Regions from separate parts of the Mus musculus genome. Here regions 1 and 3 are each linked to region 2. Evidence: chromatin contacts called from public HiChIP or PLAC-seq and promoter capture Hi-C data. All regions are on one chromosome and are shown on one strand. The core of a region is the stretch at or near the end of the contact, and the rest is flanking DNA. Distances in the headings are between cores, read along the strand shown.

What was found. Promoter capture Hi-C pulls out the DNA fragments that hold promoters and counts their contacts. HiChIP or PLAC-seq counts read pairs in DNA pulled down with a chosen protein or histone mark.
Region 1: a contact with region 2 is called in a promoter capture Hi-C map of hippocampal neurons, with 4 times the contacts expected there. The contact joins the enhancer-like site here to the promoter of 3110039M20Rik in region 2. A contact is called at or near these places in 4 of 39 promoter capture datasets (the 3T3-L1 cell line, the C10 cell line, hippocampal neurons and 1 more) and 3 of 115 datasets of contacts at active chromatin or transcription factors (the NIH/3T3 cell line, forebrain and stem cell-derived neural progenitor cells).
Region 3: a contact with region 2 is called in an H3K27ac HiChIP or PLAC-seq map of SST interneurons, with 4 times the contacts expected there. The contact joins the enhancer-like site here to the promoter of 3110039M20Rik in region 2. A contact is called at or near these places in 2 of 39 promoter capture datasets (hippocampal neurons and stem cell-derived epiblast-like cells) and 6 of 115 datasets of contacts at active chromatin or transcription factors (SST interneurons, VIP interneurons, embryonic forebrain and 3 more).

The regions. Positions count from the first base shown.
Region 1 is chr12:50,623,050-50,625,749 of GRCm38.p6, reverse strand. All of the region lies in intron 1 of Prkd1 (protein kinase D1), which reads left to right. Among named protein-coding and RNA genes, the nearest start is that of Prkd1, 25 kb to the left of the region's middle. Within about 2 kb of position 1,344, at least 10 of the 459 cell types and tissues checked have an H3K27ac peak or open chromatin away from gene starts, as enhancers often do. A contact at or near this core is called in forebrain and hippocampal neurons, where this site is marked.
Region 2 is chr12:49,388,256-49,390,955 of GRCm38.p6, reverse strand. 3110039M20Rik (RIKEN cDNA 3110039M20 gene) reads right to left here and starts at 1,304. Exons shown (of 3, transcript NR_026733.1): 1 at 1,017-1,304; 2 at 486-553.
Region 3 is chr12:50,596,841-50,599,540 of GRCm38.p6, reverse strand. All of the region lies in intron 1 of Prkd1 (protein kinase D1), which reads left to right. Among named protein-coding and RNA genes, the nearest start is that of Prkd1, 51 kb to the left of the region's middle. Within about 2 kb of position 1,265, at least 33 of the 459 cell types and tissues checked have an H3K27ac peak or open chromatin away from gene starts, as enhancers often do. A contact at or near this core is called in SST interneurons, VIP interneurons, forebrain and 1 more, where this site is marked.

The DNA.
Region 1 (2,700 bases), core at 95-2,594, 1.2 Mb before region 2:
GTTTCTTCCCAGAGAGAGTTTGTCTTTTCCCCCCCCCCAAAGAGTGTGTTCTTTTATTGTGAGTGTTGTTGGTCTCACTTCCTGTTCAGCACTGCACACCTCAGTAATCATTTAGGGAGCACCATCAGTCACCTGGCAGATCCAGAGTTCAGTTAAGGAACTTAGAAGAGTGACTCTGTGGTTGCTTTTTGTCGATTTGTTAGCTTTTTCTTTAAACTAATTTGTAACTGAAATCCTAAGTGTGAGTATTTTCGGTGAATGATCTTACACATGGAGTTGTCAGAAGTGAGCAACCCTTATTTTACCATCTCTTTAACTAGAAATAATAGCAGAGAGCTTTTAGGCTTTGTTAATCTCCCATTGGATCCTTGGGTGAGAATTCATCGGAGCCATGCCATTTGAATTCAGCATATAAGCTCCTGAGGGGACCATTGGCTTATCATCATCAGCAATTACTTCTGATAGCTCAAAATAACAGTAGCAGTTAGTATTAATTATAGTCAATTATATTGATTATTATTCTTAATATAGCTAACATCAGATATTAACTTAGCAAATAGCATTCTAAAGTTCCTACCTAGATATTTAATACATTTAATTTGCAAAAGAATTTAAGAGGTATATACCTACTTTTTCTCTTAGTTTATAAGTCTGAAAATTGAGCATACAGAGGATTGCCTAGAAACAGTCAGAATCGAGACTTGAATTTAGGTACATGTATTGAAATGTATATTTTAAACATCTGTCTGTCTGTTTGTCTGTCTGTCCGTCTGTCAGTCTGTCTATCATCTAGCTATAATTCTTAAACATTTTTAACTGAGATAATTATTTGAGAAAAACAGTAGTCCATTTTCCATTTAACTAGAAAATTGATTCATCAATTAAGGTGTGATTAAATTTGTGAAGTATTTATCCTTTTATGAATGTATTTAAACAGTGTATATATTTGCTTTCAGCTGTGTTCTGTGGACGTGCACTTCACTGGTACTTAGTGAGCTGTGAGGCGAACTTAAACTAGCAGGTGCTGACTTGGCAGACGTTTTCATCCCTGCACCATAAACATGACTTTACACTTTGAACATTTCAATTGTCTTAATCAATTAAGCTTCGGAACACTTTCCTGATCAGACATCGTGACTCAGCCTCCTGGATGACGGTCAGCATCGCCAGATTCTTTTTTCTCCTGTGCTCAAAACAGCATCCAGATAATATATAGTCTTTACTATTGTTTCTTTGAAACTCCTTCGTATTTATAAGAGAATTTTAACAATGTCTGTACTGTTATCAAAGGGAGGTTTCGGCAGCTTCTATCATGGTGAGATCATTTGGATGGGATGGAAGCCAATTTTGTCAAGTTCCCAGCCAGCTCAGTTAAAAGCAAAACCAACAAGAGCATCGTAAACAGTGCTTCTGTTCTGATAAGTGCTGGTAATCTGCTTGTGTGAATAAGGCAGGGCTGGACCAGTGACGGTGTGGTCTTCTAGGAAACTAATAGCCACATGAGGTGGCTGAACATAGATGCTACATGTCTGTCCATCAGGAACTCTGATGCTTGAACAGCATGTGTTTATTTATTAACTATTTTGTAATATTTGTTGACAAAAGCACACATAAATAAATGTGTTGGTGTGAAAAAGTCATGCTGTCCTTGAAGGGGCATGTAGATTTTTCCTCAGACTTCATCGTCAGCACACAGCTCACGTGCCTTTAGTCCTTTTAAAAAGTAGGTGCTAGCCTCTTTGCTAATGCATGCTTCCAGTGTTATTATATTTAATGGACACTGTCAGTAGTATACAAGTTCTTTTGCTTACATGTGCAAATTTACATATAAATGTAACATTGTAAATTTCAACATTGAAAATCTGTATGTATTTCTGACTGCAGAAGTAATAAGAAGTATTTTGCAATTTGTAAAATTAAGAAACAATTTGTAGTTTTAGATTATACCAATTTGTTTTAATTTAAAATTATATGTGTATGCATATATATATATATATACACACATACATAGTGTATTAGTCAGGGTTCTCTAGAGTCACAGAACTTATGGATAGTCTCTAGATAATAAAGGAATTTATTGATGACTTACAGTCGGCAGCTCAATTCCCAACAATCGTTCAGTCACAGCTGTGAATGGAAGTCCAAGGATCTAGCAGTTACTCAGTCTCACGCAGCAAGCAGGCGAAGGAGCAAGAGCAAGAGCTAGAGCTAGACTCCCTTCTTCCAATGTCCTTATATTGTCTCCAGCAAAAGGTGTAGCCCAGATTAAAGGTGTGTTCCACCACACCTTTAATCCCAGATGAAAGGCATAGCCCAGATTAAAGGTGTGTTCCTTAACTCGGAGATTCAATCTTCTGGAATCCATAGCCACTATGGCTCAAGATCTTCAAACCAAGATCCAGATAAGGATCTCCAAGCCTCCAGATAAGGGTCACTGGTGAGCCTTCCAATTCCGAATTGTAGTTCATTCCAAATATTGTCAAGTTGACAACCAGGAATAGCCACTACACATAGTATTTCTCTATGTACTTTCAGAAGTGCTGTAGTATAAAAGTATTACTTTTGAAGAAAATACTGCAGAATAGGACATGCTGCTCTATGACTAAAATGGCATTACTATTTCAGATTTATCTTTTTCTAAATTATTAGCTTACCAAACTGTTTGAGGGAAATTGTCACATACCCCATATTTGAAAATGT
Region 2 (2,700 bases), core at 55-2,554:
AGAGAGAGAGAGAGAGAGAGAGAGAGAGAGAGAGAGAGAGAGAGAGAGAGAGAGAGAGAGATTGGTTCTTAATGATATTAAAAAAAAGTCTTTATGCCAACGATCCCAGGTTTGAACATTAAATTTCCTTGTTCTCTGAAGCAGCCATGAAATTCAGAAATTTCTCCATTAAACGAAATACCTTACACTTCTGTACATACTAGAGTATCCCATTGCCTTCTCCATATAAATTTATCTTCTTTTTTTCCTTCTTTGAAATATCTAAATCCTCTTTACCTAGGCAGCCACCATGATTTCTGCCCACGTGGACAAATCACGCATTCATCCACCTATGGCTGTGAGAATCTACTCGCTTGGAACAATTTCCAAGTGGGAAAAAAGAACACTTAAGCCTCCAAGAGTCTAGATTTAAGGGTACATCCACAGTAGCCTGTGGGACACGCTAACCACCCACCACCACGTGCGGCAGGGAGACTTTCACTTACCGATCTCCTGGTGAGAGTGTTCACAGTTCTCAAGTCCTCAGCAGCCTTCCGATAACATCGAGCAGAACCTTGGATTGGGGGGTGGGGTGGGGGCACCAAATCGGGAGGGAGGGAGGAAGACAAAACATAACACTACGTCATATATTCCGCAGCCCAGCGCCCCTGGGCCTACATTTCCTGGACAAAGTCTTCAAGAACTGAGTGGGGGAAAGGGCCAATTTAGGAGCTGGAAACTAAAAGATAGCTTGGTTTTAACTATTGGAGCTTAGGGGAGGAGTTCCTGGAGGAATGGTAAAGCAGGGCAATTGGGGTGAGAGAAAAGAGGGAAATTGGAAGCAAAAGAAAAATCGAAAATGGATTTTCCAGCTATCTGGAAGATCGCTAACACCCTTTAACTCTTACAGTAGGAAGAACTCAGTCATATTGTTGCTAAAGAGAATTTAGATGACCACTACTCTTTTTGTAACTTCAGGATCCGGCCTTGAGTAGAAGTATAATGAGGGGAAATTTTAAAACTCAATGTTTACCTACCCTGCTTCTTAGAAGGGCTGTGCAGATTTTCCTCTGGAGATTTCCGTCTGTCTGGGAGAAGCTGGAGTATGGCTGGGGACAGGGTTATCTGCTGAAGTAGGAATGTACAGGAACCCCGCCCCTCTAGACACAGTTACACAACCTCAGCAACCCATCTCAGCCAGCACTGAAACCTGCAATGATCTTCACCGTCACCGTTTGTTAACCTAATTCTCCAACAGGCTTTTAGCCTTAAAAAGAACCAACTATATTAGCTACTCACAAAATTAATTTATCAAAATTAAAATTATTTCAATGCATGCAAAATCCTCAATGACAAAGTAGAAAATACATGTTGTAAAAATCAAAATTTTATATAGACTTCTAATATATTTTATGTGCCCATCTCTTTGGGGTGAAATATGTACCAACTTGAATACATATTATAATCAATACACTTCAGGACAGATTTTTTTTCCTTTCTGCTCTTGCTATGATTCCAGCCATAGAAGACACGGGAAGACTACCTTCACTATCATCAGGACACTTGTACAGAACAGTTTTAGACTAACTTGATTTCCAGTATTGCAATTACAGAAAAAAATATTTGGAAGAAATTCCCTGTCTGTTGCATTTTAAATCATTTCCTTGTGTTTATGTACTAACAGTTTCATTAACTTCCAATTATGTCAATTGAAATACTAAATCTGTAATATTACAATTTGGAGTTTTAATTTTTAAATCGTGATCATTTTCAAAAAGGTCAGTCTTTACTTCATTTTAAGCAATATAAGTCTACGCAAAAATAATCTCCAAAGAGTTTTAGAAGTGTTTGTCTGCACTGAACTTACTGCAATCAGCAAAAAGTTGGTGACAATACACAGTAAAACACTGTAACAGGTCTGAAGCAAAATTAAATGTATCAATACTATAGCAAATTGTCATTTTTAAAAGAGGATATCCTGAGGGAGGGTCAATCATATAAAAATTAATGAAATAAAATATGTTCATAGACTGGGCTTCAAAAAGGCCTCTACCAAATTATATATATATATATATATATATACACTCATTCTTGCTTATGTCTAGGAAGCCTAATAAACAAACTTCCAATCACATCGTCTATATTAGTAAATTAGACATGGGCTAAAGCACACTTGTACTCCAATATCTAGTTCCATAAATACAAAAAGTCAACTTCATTATGGACTTGAAAGTACAAAAAATATTGCCATTGAAATTATATTTCTCTATATTTTAAATAAACATTTTATAAAATTATAAATAAGTATGGAGTGTTCATTTATGCTGTCCAGAGAGCAAACACTCACCAACGAAATGTTTCTTAAATATCTAGATCTATTAGTTTTACTATGTGAATTCAGCTTTCCTTTCAACTTTTGATAGTTAATACTGTGTTTCCTCCGTGGTAGTACATACTTATTCCATAAATAAAGCCCATAGCAGAAGCAAGCAATAGTCATCCTATTTTTCCTCCAATCTAAATGTAGGCCTTTCCCTGTTTGTCTCTCAGCTATGCAATGAAGATTTCTTTGCCTAAGCCCACATTCCCTGCCTCCCCCCTTACTTGTGTGTGTGTGTCTGTGTGTGTGTGTGTGTGTGATTCACTTTTAAAAAACTGTTAGATTAAAAAAAAAGACTTATATCTAAGCAAAATCTATTCTCACATTAAGATGGAGATAAT
Region 3 (2,700 bases), core at 16-2,515, 1.2 Mb before region 2:
AGTGTGTGCACAGGTGCAGTGTGCACAGTAGCAGTGTGTAGGAAAGGCCCCCAAAGGCAGCCAATGGAATCGGAGACAGACCCTGCTCCTACTGTTTAGAGTTCCACATGAAGAACAAGTTCCTTGTGTGTGTGTGTGTGTGTGTGTGTATGTATGTGTGTTTTGCCTGCATGTTATATCTGTGTACCGTGTGTCTGCTTGGTGCCATGAAGGCTAGAAGAGTCTGTTGGATCTCATGGAACTGGAATTGCAGATGATCGTGAGCCACAATGTAAATGTTGGGGATCAGAGATGTTCCTCTGGAAGAGCTACCGGTGCTGCTGAGCCTCTCTCCAGCCCATGCCACGTGTTTTTGTTGTTGCGTTTTAAAATGTGCCTTTTCTGAATTGTGTGTTTAGGGTTTTAGTTGTGTAGACGAAATGAATTTCCTCTCCTCTCACGTCTAATTCAGTCTGTAGAGATAGGAACTCAGTAACCTTTTCCTCCGCCCTTCCTGAAAACCTATCAAAGGCCTTTAGATGCCTCACAAGTTATCTTTTAAGTCTTACTTGCAGTGAATTAATAGGTAGTGAACTAGGGCTGAGGGGCCTTGCCTCTGTTGGACACAATGATTTGCAAGAATTACCATGTCTTTTGGAAGAGTTAATGTATGTGCCAGGAAGACCCAGCATAGCTGATGGTGAGTCATGTGGGGCAGGAGAGAGCCCTGGTTATCACACTGGGCCCTGGGGAGACAGGGAAAGAGACTGAGATTCCTTCAGATTTCACCAGAAGCTGCTTTGCTAAGAGCTTTGGGCACAGGATCTCACTGAGTCGTCAGGGTAGTCCTGGGTTAATTGTGCTTAGGCTTGCCTCTCTACGAATGAAACTCCCAGCAAAGGCAGATAGGTTCTTTCAAGTCACTGTGAAATGGCAGATCATGTAACAATTTGACTCTGACTACAGAGCCTGCATCTACTACACTCTACTGTCTCTCAGTTTGGCAATAAATTATTTTGGCAGATGGTGATCACAGAAGTTGCTTAAAGTCACAACTTTTAAGTACTCTTTTTTTTTTTTTTTTTTTTTTTCCTAAAGACAAATCGTGTAGTTTTTATCCTAAAAATTATATTTTCACTTTTGTAGTAGGGAAGAAGGTGTGAAAACTCGAAATGTTATCTATTCTCATTGAATTTCCTGCTTTCTGTGGCAAGCTCTCCATAGCCCAGCTACATGTCATTACTCACTGTTGCTCACACTCACAGAGGCGCAGCCTGGGTTAGGGCTGAGCAGTGGCTTCCCGGGTAGGACGAGGACACTCTGCAAAGCTTTGGCATTCACATTTGGCAAGGCGTCCTGGGCAGATGAGTGATTCATATGGCAGGAGCATCGCTAATCAGAAAGGTGCTTTGATATGAACATTAGCACCTCCAAGTGTTTCTGAAATGCAAGGATGGAGGGCCTGGAGTATTGGCAAAACATTCTAAAGGATGGTAGCCCCTTTAATAGTAAAAGATACTGGTAAATTAATTTCTCAACCTAATTTCAAGTTACATGTGATTGAGCCCGTGCCTGTAATATATCTTAGAGGAACACCATGCACAGCATATGTTCCCTATAGTTCTTAAATATCATTATTACATCCGATCCTAAATATAATCCCTATACGGTGAAATTTGCCGTTGATGCACAGTGTTACTATGTGATACGTCCTACTTTGAGATGTTTTGGGATGAGAATAGAAATTTCCGACATATGTGATTTCAAAATGACTCTTAACATTTCTTCAGGGATTATTACACAGCAAATGAAAGGAGCTTTTACAAGGCACAGTTCAGTTGCTGTTTCCCCACCACCCCCACCCCTCAGAATTCATGTTATTGCCACAGCTTACGAATGACAAACATTTGTGGACTGTGGCAGCAATCTGTTGGGTGTTTCAATCTATTTTGAGCTGAAATTGATTAGCACTTTATGAGAAGTGTACAGAAAATTGCCACGCTTATCAAGGCAAATCAAGCCATAATTCTGCCTTTTTTTTGTACACCTGCAGCTATGAATATTTTTTTTTTTTTTTTGGTGGATACATTGAGATGTGCTCAAAAATATACATATTGGACTGCATATCATGCAATTTATTCTGATCTTACTGACAGTTTGCAAACAAAAACTCAAAACAAGATGCAACTGTGCATAGCTCCCGAACTGTAGGTTCTGATTTTGGCATCCATGAATGAGCTGGGGAAAGGGGCCCCAGCTGAAGAGGTACGCTCTTGCCCATCTTACTGTCAAATGTAATCTGGGCATTTGTTTGATGGATTTCATGAAATATGGAGGAAATCTGAGCCAAGGGTTTCCCTTGATTGCCTTTATTTTTGCCCCACCTTGGTAATAATAAGGAGAAGGGAGAATCAGCAGACAGGGGTGGGTAATTATAGAACCGTAAGCTAACCATGCTCATGAAGGACCATCGAGAAGGTAGGGCCTGGTGGCAAACTTCAGAGTTTGCGGGTGGGTGGGTAAGGATATTCCTTATGGTAATCCCTTCAAAGGAAAACAAGAGTTATGGGCATAAAGATCATCAATTGCATGTAAATGATTGGTATTAGGCAGCATTTAAAAGCAGAAAATTATATCTAAACCAATGTCTTCATGCTGTCTCTCTGAGGCAAAAATCTCTTGAGATTAAAGAGAAGAAGTCACTGGAGAGCTCCCATGTGT